3 separate regions of the Oryctolagus cuniculus genome follow, and regions 2 and 3 are each linked to region 1. Evidence: chromatin contacts called from public Hi-C and Micro-C data. All regions are on one chromosome and are shown on one strand. Each heading gives the region's core, a stretch centred on a gene start, on an enhancer-like site or on the middle of the called end of the contact. The rest is flanking DNA. Distances are from core to core; before and after follow the strand shown. Region 1 holds the start of TLE1 (TLE family member 1, transcriptional corepressor). Region 2 overlaps LOC100355171. Region 3 has its middle 150 kb from the start of TLE1.

Region 1 (4,482 bases), core at 532-3,031:
ACACTCCCCACCTTGTCCCTCTCATCACCAAGGATGGACATAACTAAAAGCCAACTAGCCTCCTTCCCTAATGGACTTTGCCTCAGACAACCCAATTTTCTAGTACGGCAAACAGCGATTTCAACATGGCTTTTGCTTCCCTGAACCCGCACTCCAGGGCTTGAAGGATTGATTGAACCAATGTTTCAGCTCAGCCTGTTGCAAAATAAATACCTGAAGTGCAAATATTGACAGTTCTCATGCAACTCCTAAATACACCAAAAAGGACTCCTTGGAACAGCAGCAAGCCCGCAAGAGGGAAACAATGGGAGGAGGGAGGAGGAGACAGAAGCAGAGCCGGCCCGGGAAGAGCCGGGAAAGGGGGTACCGTGAATGACAGGTCTGAACTGCGACTCCACACGCCACCGCCTGGACGCAAGCACTCAATACAGCCAACGCCACCACCGGGCTGGGCGACCGAGGGGCTAAGGGGCCGCCCGCTCAGCCGGACACGCACCTGTGATACTGCGCCTGCAGGAACTGGAATTCCTCCTTAATCCTGTCCAGGGACTCAGGGATAGTGAACTTGAAGGGTTGGCCTGCAGCCTGGTGCGGCGTCTGGGGGCGATCGGCGATGGGCACCGAGGGACGGGGATGCGGGCGGGCAGACGGATAAAGTCAGGAGAGGCAAGAACGGGTGGGACATAAACAAAAAAGTTAGAGACGGCAGAAAACGGAGACCCAAACTCAAGTCTGAGCTTCACTTTGGGGAGGGGGGAAACGGACCCCCCCACACACTCCCAACCCCCAGCTTCTAAAAAGGCTCGGAAGCTCTTTCGGCCTCCTGGGCAGATCTCGCCAAGTGCTCCCGGGTCAACCCGCCCGAGTAGAGAGGACTGCCTGGCGACCTGGGGGGTGCGGCGTGCGGGGACCAGACCAGAACGTCGTCGTCGTCGCCCCCTCCCCCACGGGGGCGACAATGACCCCGGGGACCGGAGGAGAAAAACAACTCCCTTAAGTCCTCCATTCCCAGAGTCGCCAGGGCCACCTCCGGACGCACCGGAACGGGGGCCGCATTGACATGTAAATAGGCGAGACGAGAAACAAAGGGGGGCCGCCAAACCCGCCTCGGGGAAAAGCGCAGGATGTGGCTGGGGAGAGAAACCCCAGCCTCCCCCAGCGCTCGCGTCCGCCCGGTCTAGACGTCAACTAGGAAGGGGCCCCAGAGGGGAAGGGGGTGGGGTGGGGTGGGGGACTTGAGTTTCAGCTCACTCGCCACCCCACGGAGGGAGGGACCAGGAGCCCCTGGCCTCGCGCCGCCGGGTGCCGGGGGTGTACGACAGCCGCCCACGACCCTACTGCACAAGACCGAGTCTCCCAAGCCCCGCGCGCCTGCCCCCACCCACCCGGCCGCGCCTCACCGGGTGCCGGCTCTGCGGGAACATTGCTCTTCTGGCGGCGGCCGCAGCTCTGTTCCCGGGCAACTCAATTCTCCGCTCAATTTCCAACTTTAATCCCGCCGAGGACAATTCAGCCGGGCAGAAGCGGGGAGCGCGCTGGCCACGCACGCAGGCGCGCTCGGCGAGACGCACCGGCCACTCGGCGCCCGCGGCTGCTGCTGCTCCCGCCGGTGCGGGCTCCCGCCCTCAGGGCCACATCTCGGGACGCCCCGGGCCCAGCTGCTCCAAGGACCTGCGCGGCGCCGCCGGCGCCGGGGGGAGAGCGCACAGCGACTGTGCTCCAACCCGCGGGCCTCAGACGCCCGGGGCGGTGAGGTGGAGACGCGGCGACTCGGGCTGCGCTCCCCTTGGGCGATCCGCGTGCGCGGCGCCCGTCGCGGGCAAACAAATCCAGGCGGGCTGCTTTCCTTCGCTCTTCTCCTGCTCGGTCTCCTCGCAGGGGCGGGCGAGGTGCAGGTGGCGCGGCGCCCCCGGCTCACCTCTCACACACACACACACACACACACAAGGAGCGGCGGCGCTCCGGGCCGACCCCCGCCGGTCCCGGCTGCGCCCCGGAGTCGGGCGCTCTTCGTGGGAGGCAGTAGGGAGCGATCTCAGAGCCGAAGCGGAGGCTCCGAGCCCGGTGGTCCGAAGCCTCAGCCCGGACCGGGCAGCAAGGGATGACGAGGCGGGGAAAGTGCGGAGGGCGCGCCGTGAGGCGGCTCGGCACGCCCCGCGCAACCGGCAATCGGTGTTCTCCGCGGTTGCACAAACCCTCCTGGCCCGACAGAGCTACTCCACGGAGGGCAGTCCCGGAGCCACCCGCTGCTCCTCCAGCCCGGGGCGCATCAGGGCGCCGCAGCCCATGCGTACTCGCCCCGCACGGCCGCTCCGGACCCTTCTTCTTCGGCCCTCTTCCTTTCCTTCCCCTCGTCTGCCTCTCCGTGAAGGGCGCTCCAGCCCGCTGCAAAGTTCCCTCACGACCCGAGGAACGACATCCACGAGACGGTGGGGAGAAGAGCAGGAGTGCGCTCCGCCGCTCGGCCTCCCGCCCCGGCGGGCAAACTCCGCCGACGAGTCCGAGTAATCCCGGCGGGGCTCGGGTCTCCGCGCGCGGGCCAGCGGAGGTCCGAGCTGAGGGCTCGGGTCTCGCCCGGCCGTGCGAGGGCAGGGGGGGTGGCGCGATCGGTTGCCTCGGGGACGTGGGCACAGGGTACCCGCCGCCGCCGCCGCCGCCGCCGCTGCTCCTACAGCCGCCGCCGCCCGCGCCTCTCGCACCGGTTACATTAACACGCGGTTTCACACTCCGGAGCTAACCAGCGCCGGCCCCGCCCAGCCCCGCGCGGGCGGGGGCCGCGAGCTCGGAGCCGGCGGGGGACGTGGGCCCGGGAGGCTGCCGGGGGAGTAGGGGGGCCCGCATCAACCAATCGCGTTCGCCGCGCCCAACGTGGGGCACTGACGCCACGCCTCCCTCGAGCCTATGGCGGCGCCGCGCCGGACTGGCCGTGCCTCCCGCTCCCCCTGCGCCCTCCCCGCTCGCTTCCATCTCCGCCGTCTCCCCCGTCTCCCCTCCCACCCCCTCCGCCCCTCCTCCGCCAGCCGCGTCCTCCCGGGCTCGGGGAGGAACTGTTCCTGGAGGAGCCGCGGGACTCCAAAAGCAGCCAATGAGAGGCGGCGCGACGCGGAGATTGGCACGAAGGATGGGAAGGTCGGTGGGAAGGAGAGCGGCGGGGCCGGGCTGTCAATCAAAGTAACGTGGGCCCGGCTGGGGAGCGCGCGGGCGCGCGCTGGCGGGAGGGACCCGTGAGCGTGCTGCGGCGGAAGCCGGGGGCTTGAGTTTGCCGAAATCCTGCCACTTGTTCACTTTGCGCTCTAGTGCGAATCTTGTGGGCTCAGTAAAAGTAACTCGGGGGCTCACGGCGTAGTCTCGCCTTGGGGGCGGGAGGGAGGGGTTTTTTTGGTCATGCGAGCAAAATGGTTTTTTGTGTGGTGGCCTCTTGTCTGATGCTGCTCCTTGAAAGCGAGGTCACATTCAGAAATTCCTCAGAGCGTAGTCCTTTCTTGAGCCGCCTCTCCCCGGTGCACAGGAGTGGGCTGTACACTTGGCGGAAAACGCATAAATGAGCAAAGCTTAGTCGGCGTGGGTCTGCCCGCCGCCGGAGCCCCGACTGCGACGCCCGCGGCCACCTCCGCCCTCCCCGTGCGCCCAGCGTGGTGGGATTTGGCCTTTATTGAAGGATTCCGGGCCACTTTGTCGAAAGGTCGGCCTGCCTGCGTTTGGCGGGCGGGATACCTAAGGTGCCGCCGGCGTGAGGGCACGCGCGTCTCGTGCGCTGAGGGGATGGCTTTGCCCGCGGCGCGAAATCCCGGGTTTTGTTTTTTCTCTCAGGAGTCCTCTGGCGGGGGAGAGGGTGGCTGTGGGGGTCTTAGGAGCCGCTCCTCAACCAGACCAGGAATCTTTCCAATTCCTGGAAACAGAGGGACAGACCAGCATCGGGACCTGAAAAACCTGTCGGGCCCAGCCCATCCCGTGGCCTGGGTGCTGCTCGTGGCCGAGCCGTAGACTCTACGGCTAAATGACGTGGCCTGGGCTGTTAGAGGGGCAGCTGGGGATGCAAGGGACTTGGAGCTTTTACAGGAACGAGAGGTGCTCCGTATTTAGTATTGTGAGTCCGCTGTTTTTGTCTTTCTCGAAATACACCACACAGCAGAAGACCTTCAGTACTGCCGCAATGATACCTTTCTGCTTACATATATGTACTTTTCTTTAAAGAACAGTTCAGTGAAACTGTTTCCACGTCATGAGCAGTGAGTGAATAATGCTCTTCTAGCCAAATGATGGTAACGTCTTCCACGAGGCGGGCAAATCACCGACAAGTGTTACTGTTTCCTTGGAACCTAGATATTGGTGTTAGAAACCACGCGTTCCCGTTATTTTACCTTCGAGAAACTTAGGGGAACGAGTTTATTTAAGCACATATACGTTTTATTCAAAGATTTGCTTTTTACAGAGATCTTTTTGTTGAAATATTAAAAGAGTCATTTTAGCTAATACATTTCA
Region 2 (4,482 bases), core at 1,294-3,793, 150 kb after region 1:
TTATCAAGCATTCATTGTCTCCTCTCTGATGGGCACTGCCCTATACCTGCATGCTGAGGAACAGAGGTTCCTGTTCCAGGGACTCACTGTCCAGAGAGCAGGGTCATCAGATCAGGTAAGTGCAGGAGACTTCAGGCCTCCATGCAATCACGGGTTCCATGTTTGGTGCTCATGGTTGGCTGTGAAGGCCTCGCCGAGGAGCTGGCTGGCGTTTAAGTTCAACATTGGAGCTGAAGAATTGTTTGCCAGGCTGACAGTCCAGGGATGGCTGTACCCAGCAGAGGGGTCAGTGGGCATGGAAGGATGGGAATGAGGAGTTAGATTGGTTTGTTCAGGCTGCCATAGCAAAATACCACAGGTGGGATGGCTTGAAAAAACAGAGATTAATTTTCTCACAGTTCTGGATGCTAGAAGTCAGAGATCAAGGTGTCAGCAGGCTTGGTCTCTTCTGAGGCCTCTCTCATTGGTTTGTCAACAGCTGCGTTCTTCCTCTGTCCTCGTGTGGTCTTTCCTCTGTGTGTGCTCATCTTTGGTTCCCTAACTACTTATTATAAGGACACCAGTCATATTGAATCAGCACCCACCTATATAAACCCATTTAACCACAGTTACCTCTTTCAAGTCACTATCTCCAAATATGGTCACATTCTGAGGTACTGGGGTTTAGGATTTTAGCATAGAAATTTTGGGGAGAGGCGATACAATTCATCACATAACATGAATATCTGTAAAGTATGGCTGGAGTCGGGTATATGTGGACAAGCATTTAGGGTGAAGCCCAAATGCCAGGCAGCTGAGTTCTTGTGAAGCCTGGCCTCTCATCCGGCAAAGGAGACTGCCAGGGAGCCAACATGGGCACCACATTTAGGCTCTGGGGCCCCTGGGGCTGCAGTGTGAGGGATGGACTGTGAGAAACAACCTTGCAGTGTGTCCACTGAGGCGTGGGCTTGAATTCTAGGTTTCTTCCACCACACCCCAAGGCTTGCAAGGTGGTTAAAAAGACACAATCATTGCACAGTAGCAGCAGAGCCCATGAGCAAAAGGATATGGGTAGGGGACACGTGGGTGGGGAGCTGGAGGCAGCCACAGCTGAAAGGTTGACTATGGGCACAGCCCCAGTTGTATCAGCGACATGGAGGCTGGCCAGGCTCAAGGCACAGCAGCTCCCACACGTGACGAGGCACAGAAAGTGCAGAAGAACGGGCTGGGCTCTGGTGGTTCTTTTTCACCCAGCAGCCCCTCAAATCCCTCCTAACTTAATCGCACATCTTACTCCTGTATTTTGTAAATGAGAGCACAGCCTCCCTTCCTTCTCCTGCCAGGTAGAAGCACACAGCCGCTCATTGCTGTTGACAGTCAGAGAATGAGATAATTACCCCTCTTCGTTTTTAGATTCCATCTCAAACTCAAGTATTTCCCTCCAAAAAGAGACACATCGTTTTGTGTAGTTGCCTTTAGGTTGGGAGGTCAGAGGCAGAGGCGTCTGTGTTCTGATGTTCCTTGCTTCTGATGCGGCTGTGTGGGCAGGCCACTTCATCTCTCTGGGTCTTGGGGCTTCTTGTTTATGAAATGGGAATAATCATATAAATGAGCAGGGCAGGGGGAAGGACTCAGTGGGAAAATACAGACTGACAGCCCTCTAGTCATGAAAGCACTATGCAAATATTAGTTCTTAGGATTAAGGAAAACAAAGACACACCTTTCTGGAAGGGGACTAGGCGTTTGCATTTTTCGGATTTGGGGGCCTTGCTGTCTCAGTGGAAAAAAAAGCCAGCCTTTTCAATTTCCAGCCCAGCTCTGGACTGTGTGCTGGGCCGTAGATGAAGCACTTGCCACTCAGGCTTCTACAGGACTGCCACGAGAGCACAAGAAGTGGGGAGTGGCCTCTCTCTTTCTCTCAGATGAGGTGAGGATGAATTGAAGGGCGTCGGAGCCGTCTCCCAGGAAGATGGAAAGTGGAAGCCAGCATCTGGATGGATTTGGTAAGCACTGGATTCTCTTTCCTCTGCTCTTGACAAACAGAGTGACAGCCCAGCACCGTGTTTAAACAAGTTAATATGTATGTTCCTTGACATAAGGAAGCGCTCTAATCATGAAATACAGCCTGCATGTCATTTGGTTTTGAGATTTTATTGAGTACTACTAATCTTGACATATTTTGGTTGGCACCACATTCTTGGTATAGTGGGTTAGTGGTTGAATAGTTTGCAGACTTTGTGAAACAAAATCCTCATTTAATGGTTTAGTTTGGCTACATTTTGAAAATATACAAAAACATAATGTGCTTTTATTTTATAGGTTTTTTTTTTCTAGTTTGTGGCTTTGGTTCGTATGTGTGTGTGTGTGGGTTTTTTTTTTTTTCTTTCTTTTCCCTCAGTGTCCTTTCTTTTCTCTCTCTGTCTCTCTTTTTAATGTCCCAATTGCAGCAGCCTGCAAAAGAAAGCTTGTGTGCAGAGAAAGACAAGCTTGTGAACTGACTGACCTGCGTGCAGAAGACTCTTTATATTACTAGAGGTCAGGAATGTGTCAGCACCCTGGCCTTAGGCTCTGAACTTGTACATGCTGAGGGCTGGGCTTCAGGACCTCCTAGGGCCGCCATGCCCAGAAAGCTCTGAAGCTCCCAACAGAAGCTGCTAGACTAAATGTGCAACAAGACTTCAGTCAGTGCCCGCACCCCTGTCACTGAACTCAGTGACATCATGCCCGGGTGGGAAAAGTCAACAGGCTTTCCTGGCTCCTGGTTTGGGTGTCCCTGCATCCCCTTCTTTCTCCTGCCCCTTGCTGTTCTAACCCAGGGACATTTAGAGAGCGGAGCCCCGTGCAGGCAGCCCTCTCCAGGACTTTGGCTGGAACCTTCCTGAGTACATTTTGCTATCTCTTTGTGATGTAAACAGGGGCACTCACAGTTGGCAGGGGATGTGCTTTCTGTTTTAATTACACAAGGCATAATTATAGTCCCAGGGTCTGGAAACAGCAGAGTTCTTTGGAGGACTTCACAGGGATTTTTCTCTTATGACATAGTTTATCTGGAAAGGAAAAAAAAAAAGTAAGGCAAAAGGCATTTCCAAAGAGGAAATAATAACACTATTCATGCTAGCATTCCATTCCATATTGAGTAGATCACAAAATCAGAGTTGACTTTTATTTGGATTGTGGGGAAGAGGGAGATGGATAGTGGAAGGAAAATCTGGATAAATACTAATGAATGGATGTGGGTGGAGTGAGATATAAAACTAAATGTTTTTATTTCGGGAAGCAATAATAGAGCATCCAGCTGTATCTGAGTGAATTTGCAAGTACCTTGGGTCCTTCCTGTGGATATGGAAAAAGATCCTACCGTGGTGATAGTGGTCTGGCCTAAACCTGTGCCATAAAATTCCCTCTGCCCCCAGATGTTCAGTGAGAAGGCACCTCGTTACTCTGCTGATGTAGTGGGAAGCTGCGGAGCTGCCAAAGTAACGGAGAGATGGTGACAGGGGTGGGGGGAGATGGCTGTTTCTCTGTTAGGAAATGTGTTTTTATAGGTAATTCTGATGTACAATGGGTATTAAATAGAGCAGCTAAAAGATGTTTTATTTTAGATTAGTGCTAGCGTGATATTTCCCCCATGACACTAATAATCCGGCAGCTTACAAAAGCCTATTTCCCATGCCAAGAGCTCACAGACGCCCAGCTCTGTCCCAGCATAAGGATAAGGCCATTGCATGCACATTTCTGCCTTAGCAAAGGAGAAAAGCTCCTTGATAGACTGTGTGCATGATATTTAGAAAAGAAGGGTAGCAGTCTTTCTTTTTTTCCTTTTCTTTTTTTGTGAGGAGAGGAAGATAGTAAGTTCTGACGTGGCCATTTATAGATAGGAATGTACATAGGTACAGCTCTGGGTGAACACATGGCCTTCGCAAGAACTGCTCTTTGTAATTGAGTGATCATTTAAGATGCCCCTTTATGCATGCATGCTGGTTAGAAATGCAGGGACACACCAGTCCAGTCCACCATCTCGGCTGTCTGCACCACATGGGCTGCGCGATCCTTGTTTAATTGTGTGCGTCTTACATTCTTCAAGGGCTGTCACAGGCACAACAATGAGAGGCCTGTTGTTGAAACCGCATCCTTTCCATCACAGTGGGAAAAAACAAGGTCATTGTGGGCTTGGAGGTGGTTAGGTTTGAGCCTGCCCCAATTATTTCACTCAAGTTAAAATTTAAGGAGATGAGAAACATATTGAGTGAGAGGACAGAAGTTAATTTACATCTGCCCCTTCCTTCTCTGCAATATTTGAACGCCTGCCTCCCTCCCACCCCTTTTAGCTGAAGGGTGAGTGATCTCTGCCAGCCCCCTCCCTCTCCGCTGTTGTTGTGTGTGTGTGTGTGTGTGTGTGTGTGTTTTCAATTTGTTAAGATGCTGAAATCTGCTTTGTGTGATTTATGAAGGAACTTGAAGCGATTAGTTTCACAGTGCATGAAAATTCCTCAGGTTTGGGGG
Region 3 (4,482 bases), core at 1,399-3,898, 150 kb before region 1:
TTACTCCAAAATCAAAGTATGCAGAACTGAATCACCAGAACAGGGTGCCTCCCTTTGCAAAGAATTTGTCTTGGATTCTGCAGATGGGTGAAACTATAAATAAGACAGTGCACCTTGAGCTGAAGAAAAATATAGATTAATGTTCCCCATCAAGAAAAAAAATTAATAGATGAGTTTTTAGATCATAGTACTTACCCTTCATTGTGAAGCTTATTATATACCCAATGCTCAAAAATCACTAGGTTTTCAATAAATACTGCTGAGCAGTTTCCAAGTTAACAAACAAAACTTCCCAGAAAACTAGTCCATGTCACACATTAACCGTGTGACTATAACACAAATTTTCTCTTCCCTTCATTTTTATTTAGGACTGCTCATTATACCTTTTTAAATATATATATATTTAAAAAGGTATAATATATATAATATAATATATATGTATAATATATATATATATAATATATATATATGGAGGTCTGGCGCTGTGATGTAGCAGGTAAAGCTGCCGCCGCAGTGCCTACATCCCATATGGCATCATTTCGAGTCCCGGCTGCTCCACTTCCAATCCAGCTCTCTGCTATGGCCTGGAAAGCAGTGGAAGATGGCCCAAGTCCTTGGGCCCCTGCACCCAAGTGGGAGACCTGGAGGAAGCTCCTGGCTCCTGGCTTTGGATCGGCGCAGCTCTGGCCTGTTTAGGCCAATTGGGGAGTGAACCATTGGATGGAAGACCACTCTCTCTCTCTCTGCCTATCCTCTCTCTGTATAAATCTGACTTTCAAATAAATAAATCTTTAAAAAATATATATACATATGTATATATATATACACATACTCACAAATACACACACACAATTCCTTTCTCCAACTTCATTCAAGTTGTTCAGTTCAGAAAATTTCTCTTTGTCTTTTTATGCTATCTCCATTGTCTTTAATGCAGTAGATGCACAATCAAAAAAATAATAACGTCTGATTGGTTGAAGATTCAATACAATTGTTTGACAATTCATTTTTTTAAAAAAAGGCAAAATCAGTTATGCAATAAGCTGATAACCCTGCAATCTATTAATATCCAAGCAAAATTTTCTCCTGTTTTTGAGAAGCAGAGATTTGAACCAAGGAGAGTGATCATGCTTTTAATTTTCAACCTTCTTATCCATGTTTTATATTATTTTATTGCTTACTTTATATCCTGAAAGTCTTCTTTATTTTAGTAGGGACAGAATAGCAAAAGGATTTGTAAGAGACACTTTTGGGAAAGAAAGAAGGAATCAAATTTGAGATTTTGTAGTTTGAGAAAAAATTTTAATGGACTCACAAAGTGAAACAAGTGAGCATTCTCAACTCTGGAAAATGACAGTGACTAAAAAAGTCTTTCTGCCTTTGTGAGCACCATCCTGTGCACCCATCCCTGGTACTGGGTAACGCAGAGATATAATTTATGATGGATTCACAAACAAAGTGGTCAATGGTTCAGCACAAACCAAACATGAGCAGACACATTTCTAAACCCAACCGTCATGCTGCTTACACAATCTGTTGATCCATTGAACAAATATATGTTGAAAGATTAAGCAGGAGTTGACTGCCATTCAGGAAGATAAATGTAGAGTAGACTCATTTTCCGCCTGACTTAATGCCTAAGGATTTGTATGAGAAGGATGTTGGGGAGGGGGATGTCTGCGGGGGATGGGACGAAGGGAAATTCCAGTCACCCAGATCTTTAGAATAAGATTATCTCACCAAGGACCTCACACAGAGGCCCTTACCAGCCATCTTTCACACTCTGGTCTGTCTTTTCCACTTATTCTTTTATTGTAGGAGGAAAAAAAAAAACTCCAAGGAAATAAGTGCTGCAGGAGCACTTGCCTTAGCTATTCAGGCCTTGTTGATGGAACAATAGGAGACAGAATGTTTTATCCAGTACAGTTTGAGATTTCCACAGGGAAGAAAGAGAGTGGCTGTCAGAAAGGCACATTGTTATCCAGCTGTCTCAGTAAAGGTCTGTGAGCCATTAAGCTGTAGAGAGAACTAAAAGCCTGAAGCTGGAAACACAGTGTCCCTGCTGGTGGGGCCAATGCCATCCCGGGGCAGAGAGCAGGGCCAACCTTGATTCAGCTCAGACTGGTTGACACCTTCCTCAATTGTGGTATGAGGCCAGGCTTCTGGAATTGCATTTGTCTAGCTTTGCCGGGCTGAAAAAGACAGCCCTGCACTGCTGTTGATCCTGTTACATGTGTTCCAGCTTCACAAGAGAGCTTTGTCAGAAAGAAAGTAAAATAGAAGAGGGGAAGAAAGGAAAGGGAGGGAGGGAGGGAGGGGAGGAGAGAATGAAGGAGGGGAGGGGGAAGGGACCAACAGACAATAGAAAGAAAAAGAGACAACAAAAGAGAAAGAACAACCGTTTGTACATAATTGGAATTTCCTTGGTTTGGAAACCTGGGACATGGCTGCAATACAATAATGCAATCATCCAGTTTTCCTGTCTAGCAAGCTGTGAACAACTTTCAGAGATATCCAACAACTCTGGCCTAGTTGGGAATATATTCAGAAAAAAAAACTACTGAGCACTGCAAAAAAGAGATGGAACTTGACCCACTGGAGTACATGTGCCAATAAATGCACTGGAAAGCAATTCACTTTGATTCAACATTTATTGAGCGCCCCTATGGGTCATGACACAGCTGTGGAAACCACACAAACTTACAAAAGACATGGTTCGTGCCTTGCAAAGCACATATGCCAACAAAAACCATGTGGACATGTGCAAAACAGTGTCTAGATGTCCAGCAGAGGTGTATTTCCTTTTGCATTGAAGAAGCAGCCAAACCTTCTAAATTGGGGAAAATTTTAGCCAGGTTTAAAATTTAGCCAGATTTAAGCAGTATTGTGAAAAAGTAAAGGGAAGTAAGCATGGGAAAGTTTCACAAAATTGAGTGAAGGGTAGACATGAAGGCCTACGAAGAAATTGTATTGAAAGTAGGCTAAAAATGTCTTTATTTTCCAAGCAAAGTGATGAGTTTGGAAATCAAGTGGGTGTTCGGTAAAAATGACTGATGAAAGGTTTTGAGATTATTTTTAGCCAGTCATATGAGTTCTTGTCTTTCATTTTTAAATGAATCTAGTTCAAGAAAAAGAATGACTAAAATATGAATATGGATGTGCATAATTCTATAAGTCAGACTTATTTAGGTTCTCATTCTTTTTAACTTTTTAATTTTGTTGTGTTCCATTTTTTATGTTGTTTAATTTTTGTTTCCTACCTTGAGTCATTAAAGGCTTCCAAATTGAACAGGTTAGTGACCGACATATTCTAACCCATTAATTCAATATCTTGTTGTTTTATTTCATTGGGAAATTCTGTTAGGATTTTAAAGAATACTACTGGACAGGAAAGTTTGGACCATTTCTTCCACATAACTTCCCCATCTTCTTCTTGGTGCCACTCTTAGTCGCTTTATCTTTCCTGACCACTTGACTTCCAAGTAAAATCAACGAACAGCACAACGCTCAGTCAACAAGTTTTGACTTTTGGACCTGGGAGTCTGCAGTCCATTTTATCCCATTTGTTTATCTTAACCAAATATCATTGACTTTGAACTGCTTAATCCTAAGCATCTGATCTTTCTTCTTACTGGTTGGCTAGAACTTGTCAGGCCGATATGTTAACTATAAGAATAGGAAAAAAAATAGTGAACAATGAATTTGCTGGAAATAGTTTACAGTCTAAAGAAATTATGACCATCTGGATTAAGTTATTGTAGGTTGGGCACTGAGCTTTCTGTTTGGTTTGCTGTGTGGAGGATAGAAGTGTTTCTTCTTATCACACTTTTATATTTTGTTCAACAATGCAGTATCAGATAGTACTATATTCTATAGCAGCTCTCACCCTTATATAAGGCTATGCCAATGGATAAGCAAATCTATGTGAATCTTGTACTTGATGGAAATCGGTAAACACTCTCAGATATATTCACACAGCTTCCTCAACCTTGTTCTCTTCTCTCCTGGGATGCAGAGGGAATACAGAAAGTAGTTACTGTTACAACAAATCACATTGCCAGGGGAGCAGCTCTATCTTAAAATACCTCTGCTATGGCCTCTCTTGATTGATCTGTGGCTGTCCCAGGGAAGGGAATTGGATTGGATGTGGGCCTAACTACATGGGCTGTCGCTCCCCGTCTTCGTGGAGGAACGACACAGGACCCTGCGCTGTTCTTTCGTCTGCTCAGCCCTCCCCGGGTTTGCTGCTGGTTCTTCCCGGGTTGGCTACTATCCCTTCCACCTCCGTGGAAGGGCAGTTCCCCCTGGCCGCATTCCCCACTTCCGCAGGGGAGCGGCACACCGCCGGCCGGCTCTTCTCGGGGGCTGCACGGGTTCCCTTAGATGTTCCCCATAGATGTTCCCCATAGATGTTCCCGGTGCATGCCGTCTCTCTCCTCCTTTATAGTCCTCCTCCGCCAATCCCAACTCGGCTGCCCACAC

The links. A called contact is a pair of places that touch in the nucleus more often than the background predicts.
Region 2: a Micro-C map of ear pinna shows a contact between it and region 1, with 2.2 times the contacts expected there. The contact joins the enhancer-like site here to the promoter of TLE1 in region 1. A contact is called at or near these places in 2 of 6 Hi-C or Micro-C datasets (ear pinna and liver).
Region 3: a contact with region 1 is called in a Hi-C map of liver, with 4 times the contacts expected there. The contact joins the enhancer-like site here to the promoter of TLE1 in region 1. A contact is called at or near these places in 5 of 6 Hi-C or Micro-C datasets (ear pinna, liver, psoas muscle and 2 more).

Annotation. Positions count from the first base shown.
Region 1 is chr1:148,538,448-148,542,929 of mOryCun1.1, reverse strand. It overlaps TLE1 (TLE family member 1, transcriptional corepressor), which reads right to left and starts at 1,781. Exons shown (of 18, transcript XM_070050403.1): 1 at 1,401-1,781; 2 at 497-597. The coding sequence starts at 1,424. It overlaps LOC100355171, which reads left to right and starts at 2,852. Exons shown (of 4, transcript XM_070050415.1): 1 at 2,852-3,129. The coding sequence starts at 2,902.
Region 2 is chr1:148,389,117-148,393,598 of mOryCun1.1, reverse strand. All of the region lies in intron 3 of LOC100355171, which reads left to right. Among named protein-coding and RNA genes, the nearest start is that of TLE1, 150 kb to the left of the region's middle. Within about 2 kb of position 2,543, at least 1 of the 8 cell types and tissues checked has an H3K27ac peak or open chromatin away from gene starts, as enhancers often do.
Region 3 is chr1:148,685,742-148,690,223 of mOryCun1.1, reverse strand. It overlaps the pseudogene LOC100354656. Among named protein-coding and RNA genes, the nearest start is that of TLE1, 150 kb to the right of the region's middle. Within about 2 kb of position 2,648, at least 1 of the 8 cell types and tissues checked has an H3K27ac peak or open chromatin away from gene starts, as enhancers often do.